Regions from separate parts of the Mus musculus genome. Here region 2 is linked to region 1. The links are chromatin contacts, called in public Hi-C maps. All regions are on one chromosome and are shown on one strand. Each heading gives the region's core, a stretch centred on a gene start, on an enhancer-like site or on the middle of the called end of the contact. The rest is flanking DNA. Distances are from core to core; before and after follow the strand shown.

Evidence for each region. Hi-C and Micro-C count contacts between places; a contact is called where the count stands out from the background.
Region 2: a contact with region 1 is called in a Hi-C map of cranial neural crest, with 3 times the contacts expected there. The contact joins two enhancer-like sites. A contact is called at or near these places in 4 of 484 Hi-C or Micro-C datasets (cranial neural crest, nephron progenitors and uterus) and 2 of 9 other capture datasets (embryonic tail and embryonic trunk).

The regions. Positions count from the first base shown.
Region 1 is chr14:22,111,183-22,116,401 of GRCm38.p6, forward strand. All of the region lies in intron 2 of Lrmda (leucine rich melanocyte differentiation associated), which reads left to right. Among named protein-coding and RNA genes, the nearest start is that of Gm41107, 83 kb to the left of the region's middle. RefSeq lists an enhancer at 2,033-4,769. Within about 2 kb of position 3,004, at least 40 of the 459 cell types and tissues checked have an H3K27ac peak or open chromatin away from gene starts, as enhancers often do.
Region 2 is chr14:23,045,169-23,050,579 of GRCm38.p6, forward strand. All of the region lies in intron 6 of Lrmda (leucine rich melanocyte differentiation associated), which reads left to right. The region is part of intron 2 of Gm10248 (predicted gene 10248); the gene reads right to left. Among named protein-coding and RNA genes, the nearest start is that of Gm10248, 47 kb to the right of the region's middle. Within about 2 kb of position 1,428, at least 19 of the 459 cell types and tissues checked have an H3K27ac peak or open chromatin away from gene starts, as enhancers often do.

The DNA.
Region 1 (5,219 bases), core at 1,754-4,253:
TCTCTTTAATGGTCTTCTTTATTTTTCTGGTGTCAGTTAGTTTCTTTTTCAGCCAAGCATGGAAAGTAGAGACGGAGACACACTATGGCTGCATGAGAGAGCCATACTGAAAGTTTTTTTTGTTTTATGTAAATAGAGATTGATGGAACATTTTACACAGAGTACAGGCTTTTGACAAAAAGTATTGATGGTTGCTTTCAGTAAGTGTTACTTGAGATGACAGAATGTTGCGTTTTAAGATGAATTACGAGAGCAACTCCCTCTTTGGGAATGTCGTACATTTTATTTCATCTCTTGTTTTATGAGAGAATGACTGAAGTCATGAATACCGTAGACGGGACCATTTCCCTGACTCAGTGCGAGTCCCGCTTTGGTGCATTCCTATTCTAAATACAAGGTTATGGGGGAGATATTTATACTGGCAAATGATACTGATAAAAATGCCTAACCGCTTCAGGAGGAGAACACAACTTCGCACATGGTTTCCTGGGGTGCGGCGGCAGGGGCGCAATGTGTGGGAAGCCAGAGAGAGTTGTGATGGCTGAGGGGGTACTCTTCAGAAAGATGACAGAGATCTCATTCAGTTAAATGGTCAATGGCGATCTTGCCCCTCTGGCTATTTCCATTTGAAATAAATGTGCCATTTGTATGCATCCTTCTAGAATTATTTGGTCTTGATGCAAAGGCTGTTTAGAAGTAAAGATGTGTGGTGAATTTGGCTTTGGGCCTTAATTTTCTTTATTAATTTCAGGATAATTAGCTTAACGGCATCTTGTGTCTTAATGGGTATTAATATGGCCACAGTATACTTATCGAATACCTGCAATCTTTCCTAGAAACTGGGCATTACAGCTCTGATTTTCCTGTGGCTTCTATCCTCGTGAGAAAGGGGGCAGAGGGTGGGGTAGTGAGCCCAGACAATGCAATTTCAGGTAGCCACACAGGCCTGAGGAAAATTAAGCAGAGCATATGCATTGGTGTTTCAGAGGAGCTGTTATGAGAGTGACTTTAGATGAAGATATCCTGGGTCCGAGCTCTGGGGAAAAGCTGTTCAGCAGGGAGCTGTTAGGTTTGATGCTTGAACTGAGCAAGACTTTGGGGACTTGATAGAAGGTACCAAACTGCACAGAGCAAGTGCAAAGGCCCTGGGGCCAGAATGGGTTTTGCATGATGCAGGATGTGCAGGAAGGCTATCGATGGACCCATCAGGAGAGGGTTTCAAGTTTGGAGGTTGGTATAGGTGGTATATAGGAGGACACCTATAAGAGAATATGGTTCTGGTATTTGTCCTGTGTGTGGCCATAGGAGGCTTGATTGCACATACTGTCTTCCATCTCCCCAGCACCAAGCCAAACTGACAGTCTCATTTTTCCCCTTGCTGGCTCCTGTAGAAACATCTTTCTCCCTTCTTGGCATCCCTGTGCCACTGTTTGCTAGATGCCAAGATCAATGATGCCCCCCCATCAGCAGAGAGGATTGAATACTTCTGCTTCCTTTCCAGCGACTCCCCAGCCATGCTGTTTGCATGTACGTGCTCTGTCTCTGTCTCCCCAGGCTCTTGTGATTAGCTAGCTGTACCTTGGATTGTCTTTTTGGATAGAAGCAGATAGTACTTATATTTGATATTACTGTGTTTAGCGCAGGGCTTGAACTCAACACATATTTAATATATTTGTTGGTTAAATAAGTGGGACACTTTCCCCCCTGGTTGCTCATTCTTGGTTCTAGAAATTAGGGGTGAATTCAGAGTCAATCAACTCCTTGCTTTTATAGAATGAGCTTAAAACCAACTCAAAGTAATTTTGGATTTAGGCCACTTAGAAGAGTCTTGGTGGGCAGTTGGCCTAAATGGTACTTGCAGGAATGAGAAGTCTTCTTGGGGCTTCATTAGCCCAGGCTTGGCTGTCTGCAAACCCCAGCTGGGTGGTGAGCCTAGATCTTTCCTGTTTGTGTGTCTTTGTCCCCCAGACCTTACTAGGACCTTTGTCCCTTATAAATTTGGAGCTGATTTAGAATTAGGTATTTGTTTTTCTCCCCACTGAGTTGTTAGCTGTTCAGTCTAAGCTCAACTATGGAATATATTAAAAGCAAACTAAAAACAAGTCAGTGTTTTGCCTCTAATGCTATGGGGATATTTGATTTTAAATCATCTTTTAGTACATCACAAATCTCCCCCATGATGCTCCCTTCCTCACTCTCCCATTTTCTTTCCCCACCTTTTTTTTTATCAGAGACATTTTTCTTCTTCCTTTTTTTTTTTTTTTTGTTTAGCGCAAAAGGCCATTTCTTAAGTCCTGATTTATTCTGAAATTTACATGAGGAAAATGGCTCCAGATCCCACACAAGTGAAACTTTATTTTTTAATCTGGGCCACAGTAGGGAGCCCTGAGAAACGCATTTTCCTCCAGGATCGGAGGAGGAATACATAGTGTTTGTTTAAAGCATCAGGTATTGAGAAATGCAACAGGGTGAAAAGTTTGACCCCAGCTGCCAGATCCGATCTGCTAGGGGTAATTGAGTTGCCATGTTTTCTCCCTCTTCAGTTTAAATCAAGTTTTGCTATAGCCCATTTACGTGTCAAATTGGTAGCTAAACTTGACAACTTCAGGGTGCAGACTTGCTTTTGATCAGAATTTACATGCAAATCATTTTTTGCCTTGAACTGTCAACTCTGATACTCTGAGGGGGACATGTCTGTCCCCAGCTTCTCTCTCTCCCCACCCCCACCCCAAGCCAAAGGGGATGTTGGCTAATGTTATTAATCAGCATGTGGAAAAAAAATTATCTTGATAAATATGGTGGCTAAACTATACTTTCCCTTTTGTGTGTCAGTTGTTGCAGCCGGGCATTTAATCTCCCTTTACCTAGAAGGAAATCAGACAATTATCCAGCACTTGATGTCAAAAGGAAGCCCGAGAATGAAGGTGGAGGGTCCCAGTGTATTGGGGAATGGACTTAAGCCACCAAATCCCGACAAAGGGCCCTGACAGTCTGCATTTTCTTGGGCATTAAACAAAGTCTTTGGTAAGTTTAAAGAATCTTTCCCTGCATGACTAAACTCATTGAGAGGGTTAGAGAGAAAGCTGCCTCAGAAGTCTTAAGCCTGAAAGGTTTTTCTTTTTTTTTTTTTTCTTTTTTTTTTTTTTGATTTTGCCCTGAACCCTCGGGACCCTTAAAACACTTGAGCATGTGTTGTTCCATCCCTCAGCCAGACAAAGGGGTGTTTGCGCTTCCAGAGAGTTAATAACGACAGGAGTAAGTCTTTCTGGTTTTTGGTTATTCTGTCTCCATCCGCTACCTACCCAAATCATTTAACTGTGATTTACACACTGCCTGCCTCAGTTCTTCTGGACATCTGGGCTCCAAGGAGCAAGAAAAGGCAAGGGCTCAAACAACCACCACAGCCCAAAGACAAATTTAGAAAACAGAAGCTTCTAGAATATGCCAAAGATAAAGAGAGCCGGTTGAGAGTACTCAAGAGTTATCCATTGCAGAGCCCGAATGTCGAGTGTCATAATATTAGATTTTTGTTTCTAGTTGGCCTGAAATTCCGTTCCATCAGTGCACCCCCCCTCCCTCATGGGGTGAGAACATCAAACGTGTTTTCTTGCCAGGATGACAGCCAGCATTGTGTCAGATGGGAGACACATGTAAGCCTGACTTGAGAAGTGAAAAACATCTCAAGATTGGGTCGGTGTGATCGGACATGGCCCCACTGCAGGTCTTTCTGGAACCTCCTGGGCCAGGCCCTTTCAGCCTCTGTCCAGCACTGCCTGCCTTGTGTGCTGTGAAATTTTAATTGAATTGTTAATGACACCGAGGAGTGACACAACACACGAGGAACTTCCAAGAATCAGTCAGGAGGAGCCCCCTTTGCTCACTGTTACAAAACAGAAGACACTGGGAAATTGACAAGTCCAAGCGGCGAGGCCAGGGTCGTAATTGATAGCAGGCTGTCTAAAGCCAAGGCCCTTCTTTGGTAATTGCAAGCAGAGGCGCCTCTCTGATCTCACCAGAGGTGCTGGCCATGCCAGAGCGACCCGGCTTTGACGGATGGCCTTCCCGAGGTAATGACTTCGGCATGTTCTCCCCCTCACATGAGGCTGTGTCCCTCCCACTGGAGAAAATGAGCCGAGCATTTTGCTGCCTCTTAAACAGGCCCCTGTTAAAATAACTCTATTCTATTATATAAGCCCTGTAGTGCCAGGGGCTAAATTTATATGGTTATAAACAAGAGATATTACTTTGGAATACCACAATACTGTGTTTTGCTCTTTCTTGAGGATTTCAAATGGTGTTTTCAAAATAATGGATTTTACTTCACGAAGAAAAGAATGAGGGGCGTGTAGGAGGCAGAAGGCAGGAACTCGTTTCCGAATCAAACCTTCATCCTAGTTTGAAATTCCTCTGTGTACCTTCCCTAATTCACTTGCCCAGTATTTATTTGTATTTGTGTTTGTTTTGCTGGCTGCATTTGACTCTCTTTGGGAGCATCAGAAATATTATTTACTCCAGGACCCTGAAATAAGATAGATATTTTATTTCATGGTTTTTACACTCCTCAAAGGTTTCTTTTTATTCCCCTCCCCTATCCATTTTTGGACATTGATATATTTCAGAACTTTTATGTGGCTTTCCCTCCCTCCATCTCCGCTCCCTTCCCCCATCTCTCTTCCTGGAATGTAATTTTGTCTGTGAAATATGACTGTAAGCTCAAGTGTCCCTGATGATCTATAGTACTTCTGGATTTTCACTCTGTTGGTGACAGAAACTGACTAATTCTGATATAGGGACCCTGGGTGCCCCTCCCCACTGTAACTGGTGCTTTCTGGTATGTTTAAAGTTTGGGTCTCTCATAACACAGTTTCCCACCAAGAACCAATCTTAAAAGGGAGCCAAGGAGATCTGTAAAAACTCAACCTTATATTCTTAATTCTCAGGTTCTTGGTGTGTGTGTTTCTGTGTGAGTGTGCCTCTGTGTATATGTTTCTTTGTGTGTCTCTGAGTGTGTCTGTGTGTGTGTTCACACACTCATAGATGGATAAGTTTGATGGGAACCTGAGAAGCTGGGTTCAGATTTTCCTTATTGGGTATTTCAGGGGAATGGCTACAGAAACAGATCCAGAGAGGAGGGAGTCGTTACTAACCTCAAATGAGGCCAGCCTGCTAGAAGCAACGTTGAGATTAGGGCTCAGAACTCCTGATTCCAAGTCCTGAGT
Region 2 (5,411 bases), core at 178-2,677, 930 kb after region 1:
TCTCTTAAGACAAGCATGCGTGATAAAGCCAGGCATATTGCTATGTACTTATCACCCCAGCCTAGAGAGTCCTGGAAACCCACTGTAGCTGAATGGGTAATCTGTAACCCCCCCCCAAAAGGCTGTCTTAAAAGATAGAATAAATTGAAAAAATGACAGATGAGGCTGCCTTCTGACTTCCATCACCAGTCTATACAAATTATTTGTTGAACACCTAAGATGTAGCTTGGGCTTGGTGGTGTGTGTGTGAATCTGCTGTCTGAACCCTTCTGAAGTCTGTGCAGAGGAAGGATGCTGTGTTTCTGAGTAGCATTCACTTCTCCCACCCCCACCCCCACCCCCATCTTACTTCCTGATTGTGTCATCCTCACTGGTAACCCTCAACTGCAGCCACTCTGGCAAATCTAGTGAGACTGTTGCTTTTATGGGTGAGAGAGAACTCAAAGTTTCCACTTAATCATGAGATAATAATCTAATTAATTAACTGGGCCCCACCTTTCCTTTGTGGCTGCTTTGTCACACGACTGTTACATTGAGAGAATGCCTAGAAAGAGGGCAGGAGCCCTGTCCTGCTTGCTAGGGCTTCTGCTGCACTCTGCGCTGTGTTACTTGGGGTGGAGGGAGAAGAACCAAGTAACTGGTTTTTGTCATCTTGGGTTGAATCCTCTCAATTATTTTCATTCCATGTGATTTTAGTTTAGAATGCCATTTCCTGGACTTTAAAACCAGGTTGGGCTTAATATCTGTGGAAGCTGCACATACCAATGTCTCTTAGAGTATGGGAGGTCACTCGGTTGCTGTTCTCAGTGTGAGTGATGACTCTGGACTAGATATTCTGAGAAGGGACGGAAGACACTCATTGGGTTTTAAGCAAGAAAAACCTGCCTTTAAAAAAGCAGCAGCCATGATTTCTGTGTATTGACCCAATGGTCACTTGAGTCAAAAAATAAAAATAACTTAAAATATGCTCCCAGAGAATGGTAACTCCACGCCAATGGATGTCACTTTTCTTTGGGGGAGTGCCCATGGTACAAGTGCTTTTTGTTTCCTTTTTCTAAGAGAGGATCTGTTTTTATTGGTTTGCATGCTTCTTTATATTTGTGCAGGTAGTATTTAAAAACAAAAAACAAATCCAAAACCAAAGCCCTGAGCTAAAACTAACCATGGCTGGTAAGGAAGACTAGTCCCCTGAAACGGAGGCAGAAGGAACCTAAATGTGTCATAGAGAGGGGGGCCTTTGGTAGCCTCAGTCCCAGATAGCCTTCAGCTCAGATTGGGTAAACATGACATATTGATCATTACAGAACGTGTAATTGGTGACCACAAGCACAGTGTGGCTTTAATGGCCTTCCCTGAATAGTTGCCCTTATTTATTTAAAGAAAGCCGTGGCTGTTTCCTAACTGCATGCTGCCCTCTAGTGGCTACGATTCTGACTTCAAAAGATGAAGTGGAAAGGATAAATACAGAGATATTGGGAGTGGTGGAGGGGGTGTGATTGTGTCTCTGTCTCTGTCTCCCTTCCTTCCTCCCTCTACTTTTCTTTCACCCCTCTACTTCTCTCTCCCTTTCCCTCTCTTTCCCCCTTCTTCCCCTCTGTACTTTCCTCACACACACCCTCTGGCCCCTGTCTCCTTTCTGAAAGATTTCTTCGTTCTCTTGAAACAGAAACATGAAGTCTTCCCACATGAGCACTGTCCATTTTGAATGACAGCCAGGGTGAGATCCATCCAGGAGCTGCTGGAAAGGCACCTGATGAACTACACTTGATTTGCATCCCATCTTAGCGTGCACCTTGGAATCTAGCCCTTCTCACATCCATTATGCCCCTCTTGCTGGCCCACTCTACAGCTCCTTTTGCCCTCCGTGAAGAAGCAGCAAAGGATGAGCCAGTGTCCTGTTGGTGGTGATCTTTGAAGTTCTCGGGAGGCCCTTGTGCCTGTGAAGAAGACTGAACAAATAAATAATACACCTGAAAAATAAGCTATAAAAGCAGAACTTAGCATTATGTGTCTGACTAAAGAGTTCAGGGAAGGACAAAGTAATGCTAACAGCTGGGCGTAAGTAAACTGCTCTTTCGGACATCAGGAAGAAGGGTGTTCTCTGCTCTCATTTTTTATTTGGGACAGAACAGAACTGACAATGCAAAGGCAAATAAGTAAACAAACAAAGCTTGGCCCAGCAAGATTTACAAACTTATTTCTGAAGAGGGAGGGGACTTGTTCAAGCAAGGAAAGTAGATTTGGTCTCTTATTTCTACCATATCTCATTCTGATCAAAATTCTGTGAGTGGAGGTGAGAGATAGATGCTGGCTCCGAGGGTCTTTCATAGAGGGCCTGCTCATATTGCAAACAAATTGGAAAGGACATGTGAGCAAAGGCCCAGTGGCTCTCCTAACTAGGATTCTTAGTGGATACATGTTCTGTGATGGTTCAGAAGGTCTGGAGTATCTTTCACCTGGCCATGATATCCGTGGGCTCAAGGAGAGACAGCAGGGATGGTGCCTGGGCGTCTGATCAATGGACAAGGATGTCTAAAACTTGCATACACAAAGGGAAAACTGGTCTTGCTATGTAGAAAAAGTGTGTGTTTGTGTGTGTGTGTGTGTGTGTGTCCTCCTGTCCTCCCTTTCCTAACTCCTTTTCCTCCTAAGATGACAAGCCTCATTTCAACTGCCCTGGGAGCCCAGAGCATATTTCCTACAGACTCTGCTTTATGACATGTCAACCTGTCTGCTCACTCTCACCCTGAGTTGTCCAGCCTCCCTGGTCTGGAGGCAAGGATGCTTGCCCGTCACAGTCACCTCACTACAGTTAGAGCCTTTCCCCCTGGTGTTGTGCTTCCTTCAGATACAGGGTGAGGCCTGACATGGCCCAGCATCCGGCTGAGCAGGCTTCACAATCTAGACTCTCAAGGGATAGTTATGAACCACCCTTCAGGCCATCTCAGTGTTTGAGCACTGAGGCCAAGCACACATTTCTCTAAGTTTAATCTGAGAGGCTCTTTGTCTGCATCCTAACCTTTGAATTAATGGCCATATTGTGAGATCTGACTCTGTGTTCACTGTGTTTACAGAAAGCATCCTGTCATAACCCCATAACTTGAATCTTGTTTTACATCTAGAATGTCCACATTGGGCTCCAGGTGCTAAGAAACAAATAAAAGCTGTCCTTTAATTTATGATAAGCATTGCCAGTAGAAATAATCAGCCCGAGGAAGAACTGGCATCAATGGAACCTTGAATCTAATATGATTTGTCATAGATAAAAACACTGACCCGCGATTTACATCCCAAGATCTCGAATTCATAGGGTGGGATTAACCTTGGTAGAAATAATGAAAAAAATAAAATGAAATCAGCCAGAGATAAACATGGTAAAATGTGACCAAACTTTCCCAGACAGCTCAACCTCTCCTGCTGTAATTCAACAACACACAAATTTACTCTGGGAAATGGGGCTCTTACCACTAAATGATGGCAGAAAAGATAAGACGTCACTGGACTATATTCATAGTTTGCAAAAGCCGGTAGAGGAATATTACATGGGAATGAAGTCATACTCTTCTGAAAGTAGAAAGGAGAATATTAAGAACAGAAAATATTTGACTTGGTATTTAAGAAGCAAGTAAGGAGTTAAACTGTCAAAACAGAACTGTGCATAACTGGCACCTTCTCAAAGGAAAATTACCAGGCAAGTTTACACATGTTAGCACATGTAAGCCAGAAGCCAAAAATATCCTGCAGGCGAAGATGGCAGCATTCAGTGACCACCCCAACACAGTGGCAGAGTCTAGAATAAGCATCCCCTGGTGCTTCTCATTTGTATAATACTGGATGGCGTGTGTGGAGGTGGGTAGCCAAAAGCAAGGACAATGTCCAGTGCATCCTCCCCAGACATGGGAAGGAGAGCCAGCAAGTGTCCTTGCAGCCGTGGTACCCACACATCTTCAACTGAAAATGCTGACTACAAACCCAGATATCTGCCTCAAGTCTTAGCCTACTAGTTTGGGAAGGAGGGAAGGGTCACCCATTCCTTTTTGTCTGTCCCCTGGATCAAGTAGAAAGCTTGTTTGAATTCTAAGCTGGGATTCAGAGGCCAGTGGAAGACAGTATGTCTAGGCATGAAGGAAAGGCATGAACTTTCTTCTAGAAAAAAACTGCTACCAAGGATCCTTTCCCCTAGTTTTTTTTTTTTTTTAATCTCTCTTCCTGTCACTTTGCCTTGCTTATACTGAACTGTGTGCAGGTCCTATATGCCTGTCAGCCCTGCTAACTACCTCTTAGATCCTCAGGGGAGCCAGTAACATGTCATGTGGCTGAGGTCGAGGTAAACTGTAAGGTCAACTGTAAACTGCAGGCGTTTCTTCCTTTCCTAGGTACCATTTGACTCTTATGCAACAAAAGCCCAGGCCCATGGGGAATGGGAGCGTTCCTTCTGGTCCATGCCGTTTACATCTCTGAGAGTCAGAGAGCATTCACTTTCCTTTTGCTGTAGTCTTGAGGGGAAGGTATTGAGAATGAAAATGCCATCGGCATTGAAGAACAGAAACCCTAGCCCTTCCCACCCTGCCTCTCCTTTATTAAGGCAGAGATTTAAGCTGCCTACTTTTTTTAATGTTTGAAATGTAAGAAGGTCATATCAGAGGTTTAAGATAAAAGGGTACAGGGCTGGTGAGATGGCTCAGTGGGTAAGAGTACCCGACTGCTCTTGCAAAGGTACGGAGTTCAAATCCCAGCAACCACATGGTGGCTCACAACCATCTGTAACAAGATCTGATGCCCTCTTCTAGTGTGTCTGAAGACAGCTACAGTGTACTTACATATAATAAATAAATAAATCTTTAAAAAAAAAAGATAAAAGGGTACAGAACCAAAATTTCCAAATTTGAAAGGATCTGTTTAAAATGTTTATGCAGAGGTATATGTTCATGTATGTGTATGAATATGTATGTGTAAATTCTTAAATGTATTTAGCAGATTGCCATTGCCTAACCTCATCTGTACCACACCCTGTTAGGACTGGGTATTGGAAGTGGAGGAGGAAGGATATAGATTTACATAGTATCCCATGGTTATCTTGTTCTAGAAACTTCCACATTGGCCCAGAGGGACTCTACTGCTACATTTTCTTTCTCAGTTACTGGGCTTCTCTTCCTCTTCAGGACATGCCATCATTTTCTGCTAAGGCCGAATGACTCTGCCTCCAACTTTTCTTTTGAGAGATTAGAGATCTCGGTTCTGCCATCTTTGCCACTGTTTAGTAAGCTTCATGTGGTCAGATAGATCATTGTTAGATCATAGCCTCCTTGTCAGCATGGCATTAAACTCATGTTCATGACAAGAACATTTAACATGGTGATTACCACAAGTATCAAGAAGGTTAAGACTTAATTTTTCCATTTTACAAATTA